Linked DNA regions of Rattus norvegicus: regions 1 and 2 are each linked to region 3. Evidence: chromatin contacts called from public Hi-C data. All regions are on one chromosome and are shown on one strand. Each heading gives the region's core, a stretch centred on a gene start, on an enhancer-like site or on the middle of the called end of the contact. The rest is flanking DNA. Distances are from core to core; before and after follow the strand shown.

Region 1 (4,134 bases), core at 339-2,838, 420 kb after region 3:
AAGGGAATGAATCTAGATGGGAGAGGAGTTGGGGAGGAACGGAGGAGTGGCGAGGAAAGCATATTTCAGGATAAAATATATGAGAAGAGAGTCTATTTTCTATAAAAACAATACATCCACATTTAGTTCTTTTAAAATAGGAAAGATCATTATTGTTCAAGGACTGTTCCATACATTTCCTCTCTCTTCCCACTATGATGCTTCACCTAGTGTTCTTTTCAGTATCATACTCAGCTCAAATGGGACTTTCTTCTAGATGTTTCTCTGGCTTTCCCAGTCATTTAAAGTTGAAAGCTAGTCCCTGGGGTGTGTGAAGCATTTAGTACTGATTTTGGTTTTTGTATTTTAAAATTTCTTCTCCCAACTTCCCCTATCATTGTACACCCCATCAACAAAAGAATTCAGTCACTTTATCAATGGCATTGGAAAATGAACCAGTATGAGCCTACATCTATTGAACACTTACCCATAGCTTGAGGAATATTGGAGGGCCCTTTGAAACATCTCTCCTTCAAACCGGATGGTGCTTCCGTTCTCCACAGTGAAGACAGCTGACTTAAAGGGGAACACTTTCGGGTTCGGAGATCCAGGAGCCAGGGAGATGATGTCTTTGGGTGCTCTACTCATTATCTCCACTATGATAAACACGGAAAAAAAAATTCGTCCACTGTCCCGTGGTCTGAACGTTAGTGTCTCTGACCAAGTCTTATACTAGAATCTAGTACTCGATATGATATATTAAAGATGGGATTAGATCACGATAACTCTGCCTTCAGAAACGAAATTTCCTTCTAAAGAGGCCGAACTGCAGCGAGAAGCATCGTCTATTTGGATTTGCCCTCACGGGTACCTGATGTTGGACATGGTGGCCTCCGCCACCGAGAGAGTATTCTTGCTGTTTATTGAATTACTGCTCCTCTAGTCTGACGTAGCAGCATACTGGGCTAAGACTGAATGCTAGTCTAAAATAAGTGCAAAATAACTTTTTCTAGGCTTCCTCACTGCCGGAGGAATCCAAGAATGCAGATGGCCAAGAAAAAGGGCTCTCCGCAGTAGCAGAAGGCCTTTCTCCCCGTTGCCCAATACCTACCTGCTCCACCTCTGGCTCCCATTCCCCAGTCCTGTCTTCCCTGTAGAGCCTTTCTTGCAAGGTGTACCCCATGTTTGGCCCCCAGGCTCATCTCTAAATACTCCTGCAAAAGTAGTCACTGCTTTGCTTTGCCTCTGGCCCAAGCTCTTAGTGAACAAAAGTTAAGTAACTCCTCCTTCACTAACGCTCACAGACTGTCTTCACACTTGAATGAATGGGCGCGACCTAGCGGTGATCACCAAAACAGGGCACCGCACAGAGCTTCGGCTAAGAAAACTCAACTCTTGCAGAGCGGAGCGGGCTCCGGCTTTGTTTTTCACCTGTAGCTCTGATAGGGGATGTCTTTCTGGCCAGGCTCGTTGCAGTGAGGAACCTTGAGTAATTCATGTCTCTGCTGGTCGCGTGGAACAGGACTAGAAAAGTCGGTCACTGAGAACGGCTTCCCAGATCACTCGGGCTGCACTGTTAGCTGTCTCCGGGTAGTGCTGCGGAGTGCCACCCAATCTGCCTGGCTAACAGCCGCTGTCAGTGTCTGAGATCTAAATAGGCCCGGGTCAGGCGACAGAAGGGACAAAGTTCATCCACCGAGTGGCAGTATCTGACCCGAGTGGACCGCAGTCGGCCACGCCCCCTCCCACCCCGCGTCCTGGCCTATGGCAGCTGACCTCAGGCCACCTAAGTCATCGGTCAGGGATGGGCGTGGCGAGAGGCCCTGCTGTGATGCACAATAGCAATCGGATCGGTGCCCGAATTCACTTAAAAGCAGGATGGATTCTGGACCTTGCTGCTCAGTCTTGCAGTACAGCGTTGCTATTGGCCACGCCCCCCACTCCGGCCCTCCCGGACAGATCTTGAAATGAGTGCCCGGAACTGGACAGATCTCAGGTCTCAGGTCTCAAGATCTTTGTCCTTCACTACCCTCTGGTGGTGGTTTTGTTCCATTGCAACGGGTACCAAGAGGCGCTCTCAGTATCGAGGTCTCTCTCTCTCTCTCTCTCTCTCTCTCTCTCTCTCTCTCTCTCTCTCTCTCTCTCTCTCTCTCTCTCTCTCTCTCTCTCTCGCTCCCTCTCTCATCCCTACCCCTAAATCTTCAAGGGGACCCAGATGAATTCAGGTAACTCTTCAAAACAGAAGCCTGGTACAGTGAGTGGGGAGAGTTAACCCACCCTCGCAAATTTGAAAACTTAGTCTTCAGTCTCCTCAATTTTCAGCCTCTTCTCTCACTGAATTGCAGAACTTTCACTGTGTAAGAGCTCGGTTCAAAGTGTGTTGGATATGGTGCAGATAAAGCGATTATCAAATTCGAAATTACCTGGTCGATGACGATACAAAGAGAAACTGTCTTAAGTTTAGTTATTTAAAGGAGTGCACAGTGAAGGGCTCAGGGAGTCCTTTCAGCAGTCGAGGTGCCCGCGCCATATAGTGATCGAGTTCCAAAATTATTAAAGAACAGTTGAAAACACAGGGTTAAAGCTTGTCCCGGGAAACGGGAGATCTCATGACTCTTGAGGTGTCAGCTTTATTTGACCATGGTGGTTTAAAACAGTCATGGTGGTAGGGGACTTTCCACTCAAGAGGACGGTCCTTAGACTGGTGAGGGGGGCTTCGGAAGTTATAACCATTATGAGGCTAAAAGAAATACGCCACAATTCGCCTGACTTCTCAGCATTGAAGGTCACCCTCTTACTGCACTCTTACACTCTGAAGACACAACACAAAGCATAGACTCTTAGACCATCAAATCATGAAATACAGAGTTTTTAAAAAAAGCTGGGGCTGGGGATTTAGCTCAGTGGTAGAGCGCTTACCTAGGAAGCGCAAGGCCCTGGGTTCGGTCCCCAGCTCCGAAAAAAAGAACCAAAAAAAAAAAAAAAAAAAAAAAAAGCTTGCTGCATTTTCTATGCAGACTTTTCTGTGTTTTAGTTAAGTTTAAATATTGTCTGGATAAAACGCCATGACCAAGGCAACTTAGAAAGCATTTGATTCAGGGTTTACCGTTCTATAGGGTTAGCCCATCAGCGGCAGCAGGCAGACATGGAGGCAGGGCCCTGAATCTGTAGCTGAGAGTTTGTAATTTGATTCTCAGGCAAGAGGCAGGGAGAGCTCCCTGGGAAACCCGGGTAGCTTGCTCCAAGGGACACCTCCTCCAACAAGGCCCCGCCTCTCCAAAGTCCCAAACAGTCTTACCAACTGGGGACAAAGTGTTCAAATATATGAGTTTATGAAGAACTTTCCCACTCAAACTACCACATTCTGGAATTAGACAGGCAAAATACCTGAGACGCTGATGATGATTCAGGTCAGGTCGGGAAGCAAAATGGCTCATCAGAGAAGGTGAAAGGATGTGGGGGTGCTGGGGGTCGTGGTTCTAGAAACGCGCCACAGAATATAGCCACAATCCATGGGAAAGGGCTGTACATTAGTTGTTTTTTCTTGTTGCTGTAACCAAATACTTGTGAAGAAGCAACTTAAACGACCAGAGGGCAACCCTGGATTACAGTTCAGGGAGATAATGTCATATTGGCAGAGAAGCTCAGAGGCAAGAGAATGAAGTGTCTACCTGACATCTACCGTTGGAATGCAGCAGGTTGAGAGAGTTGGGACCAGACTGTGAAACCCCAAGGCCTGCCCCTAGTAAACCACTTCCTCTAGTGAGGTTCCTTGTCTAAAGGTTTTAGGGCTTTCCTAAATAGCCTCACTGAGTTTTCAAACACGTGATCTTATAGGAGAGACTTCACACTCAAACCACCACAGACTGTCAAGAGTTAAGTGGAGAAGAGCTCAACAGTCAATCTGGAGTCACAAGTTAAAATTGATTGTCCAAGAGGGAGGACTCTGGCTTTGCACAGTGCAGGAGCAGTTGTCTCCAGGGAGCAAGGTGAAAGGCAAAGCTCAGGTCTTACTGGCGAGTCTTTAAAGCCTTGGCTTAGGATTGCCAGAGGATAGAACCCAGGGGCTGAGAGATCCTTTATTCAAACATTTATTGAATCCTTATTCTCTGCAAAGGATCGTCATGAATTTTAAAGGGTGGTGGAGACCATTCA
Region 2 (4,689 bases), core at 758-3,257, 330 kb after region 3:
CAGCATCCAAATAAGGCAATAGACCTCGAAGGCAAGCTTTAGGAACGTAGTCCAACAATTTAGCAAGGGAAAGAAGGGTAAAGGACAAAACCTGTGGGTGTCATGGTTATCATGCTCAGGCCTGCTACAGCCTTTGCCCCTAAGTTAATTTTTCATCAGTGTCTCTCCTGGAAAGATCATTCAAAGCCTTTAACAATCCCTCTAGGAGATTCTGCACAGTATATTGGAGAGATAGTTCTCACCCTTGTAGGTAAGAGGGGAAAGGTAATAGACCTGTGGTTTTTCTTGCCTTGCAGTATGGTAAATAAACTTGTTTTCTTTAAACTAAAGAGGTGAAAAGAAAAGAAAGGAAAAAAACCATCCAAACAAGATTAAAAAGACATTAGTGCCAAACTTTAATTGGCTCCCTTTTTTGAGGGGTAGGTTCACATGGATAAGGGGACCATCAGTTAATTTTAAAAAGTATTCTGCATGTTTATGTTCATTCAATAGCCCAAGCCATATCAGAGAGTCTGGAGAATGGGGAAGAGCAATCTACGTAAGGAGCTAGCTTGTTTTCGTCATCGTTGAGTCTTGTGCTTGGTGACTGACGAGGGACAGATGTCATTCTCCATCACCATCTTTCCTAACTTCATCCTCCTAGAGCAGTAGATGTTTCAACTTTATACTCTTCATAGAGGCAGCAGTAAGAGGCTACGTTATTATTAATATACTATATACATTTCTACATCTATATATTTTAGTGAGAAGTTTGGTTTCTTTTAAAAGACAGGAATATTATAAGAATGTGCTTTCATTTTAATCCCCGATGTGGGATGCAGGGCTGCTTCAGACTCCACAGCAACTGACTATGATTTGGCTTGTGCTCTAGCAGGGGTGCGATTTTGCCAGCTGCAGGTAGTTTCTGTGATTGTGGGACTTTTGGAAGTCTGAGGACTTTTCAGGGGGTATATAAATGCCAGAGCCCCAAGGGTTTGTTGGTTGTTCATTTGCTGTTGGTCTCGGTTTGTTAAGTAGTCCTGTGCAAAGAAGAAACAACAAGAAATTAGATACCCTGACAGCTACAGCCACAATCAGCAATAAGTAGTCTAACGATAACACTGCCTTTCCCCTTCTCTCTATTTTTTTCTCCTATCTAGTGTTGGGCAGTTGAAAGAGTGGAAGAAAAAAAGAACCCACAATGTAATAGACAAAAGTCTGGCTATAATACGCAATTCTAATTTAGGCTCCTCTTTGTTCCTGGGAGTTTGAAACAGCATGCTTGGGACGGTGGGATGTGTGTGGAGGGAGTGAAAGGAAACAAGGGTTTCTCTGAAATCTTGGTCGCTGAGGAGAGTGAAGCCACTTGGAAGTCTGAATCGGTGTTAGGAAAATATTCTCTTCCTCCTTCGAGTCGAGCCTGTGCGCTGAGGTGGCTGAACCTTTGGAGGTGTGTGAGCATGTGTGTGGTCTAACCAGTTATCCAGCTGGAATAATCTAGATATCAAGTGGCATGCTTGAAACTAAAAGGAGGGAGAGGGCCCAGCTGAAACCACACCTTTCCGGACCTCCTTCCACACAACACCAAAGCCTTTCCCTCCTGGAAGGTTTGCCAGCCTATGATACAAATAGGTATTACAAATGATCACTCCTTATTCTAAATCTCTCCCAAGGCTTCGTTTACTTAGGATCAGATTATTGGCAGGGAGAAAAGAAAAGAATGCACTCAGGATTCTGCCTCCTACAGGCGGGTTTCCTGAAAGCTGGGTAGATGTTTAAATGGGATGGTTAGAAGCCACCAGGTTTATGGGTGCACTCAATGAGACCCCTTGGCAACAATTTTGACTTTGTAGATGTTTTGGCTTGGATTCTGGGAGAGTTTTGTCTTGTATATAGTTGGGAGTTTTGTTACCCACATAATCAAACAAACCAAATCAGACAAAGACATTCTTCAGGAGTATGGCCCACAAGCTGGCTTCTTTGTCCTCAGACTTGACAGGGAGACCACATTGTTCATTTCAGAATGTTGCTCAGAACAAAGGGTCTCTCATGCCCAGAAGTCTGGCCTCTTTACGGAGACCTCTGTGGGAGCAGCTATGGCTTTGTGCCTGCCTAACATGAAATCCAAAAGTAAATGTAGCAATTCTCACCACTCTTTTCCTTTCTGCGGGATTTTCAAGCCTTACTCACTGATGTAGTTGCTTATTAAAACTAAGAGGAAAGGGAAGAGAATTCTATACTTTATCCTTTGAGTAGATATAACACCAAATTTTTGGAGTGGGCACAGAACTCCCATGGGGAGAAAGATGAGAAGCCCTGAGGGTGCATAAGGTCCTCTGGGAATCCCAGAGACTTGCAGTGATAAGGATGGGAAACATGTAAAGAGCTAGTGACATCTGTTCTTATAGGTGGCACTAAGAATACAGGGTAGCTTAGTGGATGTCTGGCTCCCTTTCTGGGGACCAACTAAGTAAAGTATGGACATATCTGGAAGTCAGGTAGCCAAAGCCTAGTCCCACCTTAGGGCTTCTATATGGGAAACTCCAAGACTCAGGGAATGCATTACTTGTCAGAATTCGAAAGATGGTTTGACACTTACTTTTACTTTGGATAAAGTGACTATTCCAACTTGATCCAATCCTGGAAAAGAAGTTTCTCAACAAATAGAAAAGTCTGTTCCTTCTCACAGTAAACAGCAGAATCCAAATGGTAACCTTCAGGACGGGGCCCACTTTCTTTCCCACTTGTAGTTACAGGACTGTTTGGCTCGATTGGTTTTTGTCGAAGATACATTTTCTTATGAATAGCAGACTTTTTCTTTAAAATCTAGGGATCACATGGGGACTGTATAATAATTACAATTATTGGGCTGCAGACCACAGGTGATTTTCCAGACAGATATCAAATGCAGCTTCTCTTTAGGCTTCTTTTTTATCTAATCTCACACAGTTTCTTGTACAATGTAGATTCCAGTAAGTTCTGTTGAGCTGTGTCGACTGTCGTTCCCAGGAAGAAGCTGTGCACGTATTAGCCATTCTTCAAATCTGGTTAGAAGGCCAGTGGTTGTGGGAATTATAAAGTATTGCAGATCTAGGGGCAAATTACCTTGAATTATCTCAGCCCCTTAGACAGCCACTTACTACCTACACCTGTGTCTGAAGTGGCGTCCTTGTGGTTTTAGGTAAATCCTTTTGGAATGTATGAATGGACACCAATCCAAGAGATGACAATGCCATCAGGTGGCATTTGAGGCTGATAGCAGAGCTTTCTCTAGTTTGCTAGAACATGACAAGATAGGATGTCTCCACCATTGTATTTTAAAAGTGTCTTGATCTATGTTGGTTTTTTGTTTCGATGCCATAAACACCTAACTGTTAAATTGTTGGAACATAGCATTTGGAGGAAAAAAACTACATCTGAGTTCTCGGACCACAGTTCCCCTTACTTGGTTCCAGAATAAACTACTTTTTACTCTCTTCGAGATGAGAGGTGTGGTTTTGTGTTATTACCTACGTGTTATAGGAAGAGAACCTCTGCTCCCTTGGTGGGTCTGAAATGCCATTCAGACTTCACTGACTCTGTTTTTCTCTTTATTGAGAGTGTTTCGGGTCTGTTATGCACATGTTTCTCTTTGTTCCGGGTTAGTAGATAAAAACCTAGGCTACTCACAAGCCAGGGATGATGAGTGTGTAAGCAGATATGTGAATAACGCACGTAATACCCAAGCCAGCCAAGGAATACTTAGCAGCTTTTTCTTTCGGTGCGATAATCTATAGGCTTCCTGTTGTAATAGGTTAGCTATGATAATCTATAGGCTTCTTGTTGTAATTATAATCTATAATCTATAGGCTTCTTGTTGTAATAGGTTAGCTATAATAATCTATAGGCTTCTTGTGCTAGGTTAGCTTTTCTGTTATTACTGTTATTATTGCAGTACCAGGGATTGAACTCAGGACCTTATGCATGCTAGGCAAGTGTTCTACCACTGAGCTATGCCACCAGACTCGGTTATTCATGTTAATGAGCCTTCCAAATTGCTTCAATTTTAAAGACATTTTTAAGTTAGCCACATCCAAAACCAGAGGAACATGGTAATTGTATTCAAGGAATGAAATGAGGCTATTTTCTCAAGCTGTATAGAAATTACAGCTTCCTTCTCACATGTATAGGACGTAGGGTAAAAGATGTTTCTGAGAATTAACCAATAAGCAAGATGACATGGGCTGGCACTGTGAGGGGGAAAACGGAAGGAAGGTCCGGGAACTCTGTAGGTCTCTCTCACTGTGACTGACAACAATGATTTCAAGTGCCATGCATAAGCTTTGGCCTGTGACTCTTAATTACTGAAAATGGACCAGCCATCTTCAAGAATCTTTCACTGCTCCTTGAATATCACATTTAATTACATTAAAAGCCCACTATTGCTCACTGCTTGAGGAAGACACAGTCAGGAATGAGTTCATTCTGAGTCAAACTGCTTCTCATCTCCTAGCCGTTTACTTACCCAAACATAATTCACCGGGAGCTGGACCTCCATCCGGGGAACACCAGAATCTCCAGAGACTCAAAAATAGCTCTGAAGGTTTATTGCAGAACATCAAAACAGCCACCCACAGAGTAAAACACAGTGTTCTGTTTTGCCCTATATGTGCCTGACAGCTTGGTGTGGTTTGCATTTTTCTGTGCTCTCCTTGGTTCTTGGTGTTAGGA
Region 3 (4,070 bases), core at 435-2,934:
AACAGGATCGTCGCACAAACTCCCATTAGCTCTAAGAATATTGACAGTCAGGCTGGGGTTTCAGTTTGTTTTTTATAAGTATAAAAATTCCTTATTGAGAATTATCTCTGCCATAAGAAGATCACTCTTAAAGGGTCCATAAGCTCCTCAGTTAAGGAGGCTCCCTTCCATAGGACAAGAGATGGAGCAAGTGTGCAAGGGTCCATGCCATAGCACTTACACTGCAGTGCCAGGGATGTCCTGACGCTGTCTTCCAACTCAGGTCTGCTAACGAAGAGATTTGTTGTCAGTGGATTTTTCTGATAATAATCTCAGAGGAGGAATCACAAAGAAAGTGATTTCTCAGGTGTAAATGATGAAGCTACCACACAGCACATTATCTGAGCTTCAGAAAGGCTTACGGCTAATCTGGAAACAGTTAAAATTATTTCTGCGAGGAGAGTGAAATTGAGAACTACTAGTGTAGTTGGATGTATACCAGAAATAAATATTTTACTTCTGTCAAGCTGGAGGTAGAACACAGTGCTTCTGGTATGCCATAAACCGTGCCCAACACGTTTTAAAATAAATATTTTTTCTCACAAATTACTGTGTATTACAAAAAAAACCAAGTGTACAAGTAGACAGTTCTCTTGTCTACTTAAAAGAGTGATCTTTCACAAAAGAAAATAGTACAGAAGGAATCTGTCATCTTTATAGAAAACAGATCGATTGGCTATGACTACTGCTTAATAAATAAAAATCTAGATGTTCCTTATGCAAAAGAATCAGGCTACATGTTGGCAGTGAGAACCCGTCACTTTTAATATATGTAAGACAGTAAATATATGAGGACATTAGTATTCATTCGATGATATATAAATACACTTGAGACACTCAACCGAGACATGTCTAGTTCTGCCACCCAGTGGCGACTGCCATACTGTCCCATAGGTCTTGTTCAGTTATAAACATTGCACCTACCTGTTCACCAGGCTCTTGGGCAAGCTCGGGCCGAGGCCAGGCATTTGTACATGCACTCCCCTGCTGAGTCACAATACAGCTCCTTGAGCAAGGGGACAGGTTTCCTGTGTATTGTGACACGCGATAGGAACTCAGTATGTAAGACCACGTGGAACCCTCTTTTTTTTTTTTTTTTTTTTTGAAATGAGTGGTGTCTAAATTTGGGTTCATCGGGATTTTCTCTCTGGTGTTTTTTGTTAAGCACATAACCTATGACGGCGTGTGAGGCTGGGTGACACCTAACACACACTGCACATCATCACAGGTCCTGAAGCATCAGACGCGGGTCTGGAATCCGGGGCTCACACGCTCGCTTCAGCCTGCTTCGGCTTCGGTCCAGGTAGGACTGAGAGGAAGCCAGGCTTAGCCACGATGCCGGCGACCGCTCGCTTCCGAAAGCGCCTTCTCGGCTAGGGAGGACGTGAGCGACGTGAAAACAGGTCCATCACGGCGGCTTCGAGCAGCCTTCGAGGCTCGCCCAAGGAGTCTTCTCTCTGCCACGCCCTGGTCATGCCCACCGTTGCATTCCGACCAATAGGCGCAGATGTGCCACCCTGTGCGGCCGTGGGAGGAAATGCTGGGACGGTCGGACGCCGAGCGGCCGTTCACGTCAACGCGGTGACGTCACGCGCGTGCGACGCACCTGTCGGGCTCCGACTCCTGCAGCTTCTCTTCCAGTTCAGCGGGTCAGGGCCGGTCCGGTCGGGATCGCTCTGCTGCCAGCTCAGTGCCGGTGCGCTCGGGGCGGGCCCGCCGTCCGGAGGATGAGGCTGGAGTGGGCGGAGGCGTGAGAACCGGGTTACTTTCCTCCCGAGGTGGAGCGCGGCTGCCCTGTAGTCCTTTGAAAGCGCTGTGAACCCGGAGACTCAAGTCGGGGCAGAGGCAGGTTGACTAGAGGGCCCGCTAGAGCCGGAGGATTGAACTTCACCCCGAAACCAGCCTCCGCCAGTCCCACCTGGCCGCATTTACGTAACCTCTTCCCAAAGCCGGGTAGCAGTGAAGTCCGCCGGGGTGGCCACCCGGCAGCCGTGTCCCGGTGAAGCTCCCGGGGCGGCTGGCGCGGGATCTCAAGCAGATGCGGGGTCCACAGGCAGCGCATCCACCAGCCGCCGAGCTTGCTATGCCTCTGAGCTGCAAGGTGAGTCGCCAGCTGTCAGGTTCACTCCTTGACGGTGGACCGCGAGACCAGGCTCTGGCGTTCCCACCGAGGTACCTACCTACCTGCTGTCCAGCCCATTAAAAATCTTGTTTCCTCCCGGAACCTTCAAAAGACCTATAAGTAGAATTAAAACTAGGTACCAGCACAGAATTAATCTTGAATTTACAGTTTGCTCAAGTTTAAAAACGTTTAGGTTATTTTATTTATTCTTTTGGCCTTTAGACTTATGTTTATCAAATCATTTTTGTGCAAATATTTGCGTTTTGGTAGTAAACTTGTTGAAGCAGAAGTTACTTTAGAGAACTTTTCGTCTGGCGTGCTTTATTTAAAGTGCGGCATTTAAAATTAGAGCACAAGGAAGTTAATTGCATATTCATCGGGTATGTTCTAATTGTAGGCCGAGATTTCCATTTTGAAAATGATGACTCTTGACAATTGGACGAATGGTGACCATACCTTTTAATAGTTTTCCATGTATGCGAGTATAAAATTTAAAAATTCAGTCCTGAAAACTTTTTTCGATAGTCCTGCACTATCACTGTGGCTGATATATAATTGACACTTTGTAGATGTACTTCTTACCCATGAAGAATTTAGATGGTTATTTTCGTTGGATCAGTTTTACATGCTTTTGTAAATACTAAAAAACTGTTCTTTCAGTTCGGGAGTGTATACAAGAAGTTTAATGCTTATGTGGATGTTGTTGAGCAATTTTGAAAGGTGTTCCTTCTGCTGATGTGGGTTTTGTTTTTGTTTTTTCTAATGGCTTTAAATTCAGGTGTATAACTTATGGGTATTTTCTCAAATTGAATGTTTATATGGTGTTTGCAGAATTTATCCCAGATACCATTCAATCCCCACTCCTTCCTTTCCTTCTACTTACTTCAAAGCCTTTCTTTGAGTGGCAGCTCAAATGATTTTAAGAGGTCAGTATGAATAACGTGGGCCATTACTTGGAAATAGTGCTGCCTATGTACCTTATTAAAGCTTTAAAGAATTAATTTGGTTTTGAATCTATGTAGTTCAGAAGAACAGATTTGTTAAAGTTCTGGGGTTTTTTGGTAGAAAAAATGGCAAGTGTCCAGGTCATGTTGGTGATAGGCTTTCTGTTTCCTGTTGTGACATGCTGGTACTAATTTTCAGACCTCTCCGGAAGCCAGATTTGATCTCTGTGGTGGGTCATATATCAAAGCAGCATCCTGAGGGCTTTGACCGCTGACTGCTTCATAGAATTCCTTCTTGCTTTGTGGTCAGAATTGTCAGCAGACACTTCCAACATGATGCATACACTACGTGCAAATAGAGTGCATTCGCTTTCTCCCTCCCCACCCTCCCATTTTTCCCGAATCTCATAAAGTAAATACACTGACTTTGTCCGTTTAACAAGTGTGGAAACTTGAGAGAGAATTGACTATCATTCCTAAGGTCCCACAGCACCAAGTGCCAGACCGAGCTCAGCAGTGTCATCCCCGAGCTCCTGCTTTCAATCCTCAATGGTTGCAGGGTCCTGCAAGCCCCACTAGGTGACATTCTACTGAAGCGTTGGAAAGAGAGTCCTGGCACCATAGTTCCATTGCAGAAACTCTTGTGAGTGTTGTTTTTAACAAGAGCAGCCAGTCCTTTGCGTTAATACATTTTATGGCTTTCTGTGCACATTCATGTTTGTTTATAAGACTGTTCCTTTGATTCCTGAAGATAAGTGTTGCTTGGTTAGGTATAAAGTGAAGGAAGACCCCCTCCTGCCTCAGCCATTGCTGGAACTGAGAGATTTGCTGCAGCTGAGAGGGAAATCAGTCAGTCAGTTCTCCCTGTTCTTACAGGAGCAGTTGGATCCATTCTGTCTTTTAAAGTCTCAGTCTTCCATAGCAGCTTTTGAATTGGATTATTGTTTTATCTTTTTCCTTATCAA

Evidence for each region. Hi-C and Micro-C count contacts between places; a contact is called where the count stands out from the background.
Region 1: a Hi-C map of Schwann cells shows a contact between it and region 3, with 5 times the contacts expected there. The contact joins the promoter of Aadat here to the promoter of Clcn3 in region 3. A contact is called at or near these places in 4 of 12 Hi-C or Micro-C datasets (Schwann cells, frontal cortex, liver and 1 more).
Region 2: a contact with region 3 is called in a Hi-C map of Schwann cells, with 5 times the contacts expected there. The contact joins the enhancer-like site here to the promoter of Clcn3 in region 3. A contact is called at or near these places in 6 of 12 Hi-C or Micro-C datasets (the A7r5 cell line, the Rat2 cell line, Schwann cells and 3 more).

Annotation. Positions count from the first base shown.
Region 1 is chr16:34,553,592-34,557,725 of GRCr8, forward strand. Aadat (aminoadipate aminotransferase) reads right to left here and starts at 1,589. Exons shown (of 13, transcript NM_017193.1): 1 at 1,411-1,589; 2 at 467-635. The coding sequence starts at 1,477.
Region 2 is chr16:34,469,629-34,474,317 of GRCr8, forward strand. No RefSeq gene overlaps it. Among named protein-coding and RNA genes, the nearest start is that of Mfap3l, 30 kb to the left of the region's middle. Within about 2 kb of position 2,008, at least 3 of the 93 cell types and tissues checked have an H3K27ac peak or open chromatin away from gene starts, as enhancers often do. A contact at or near this core is called in Schwann cells, where this site is marked.
Region 3 is chr16:34,136,320-34,140,389 of GRCr8, forward strand. It overlaps Clcn3 (chloride voltage-gated channel 3), which reads left to right and starts at 1,685. Exons shown (of 13, transcript NM_053363.3): 1 at 1,685-2,140. It also overlaps a transcript of Nek1 not described here.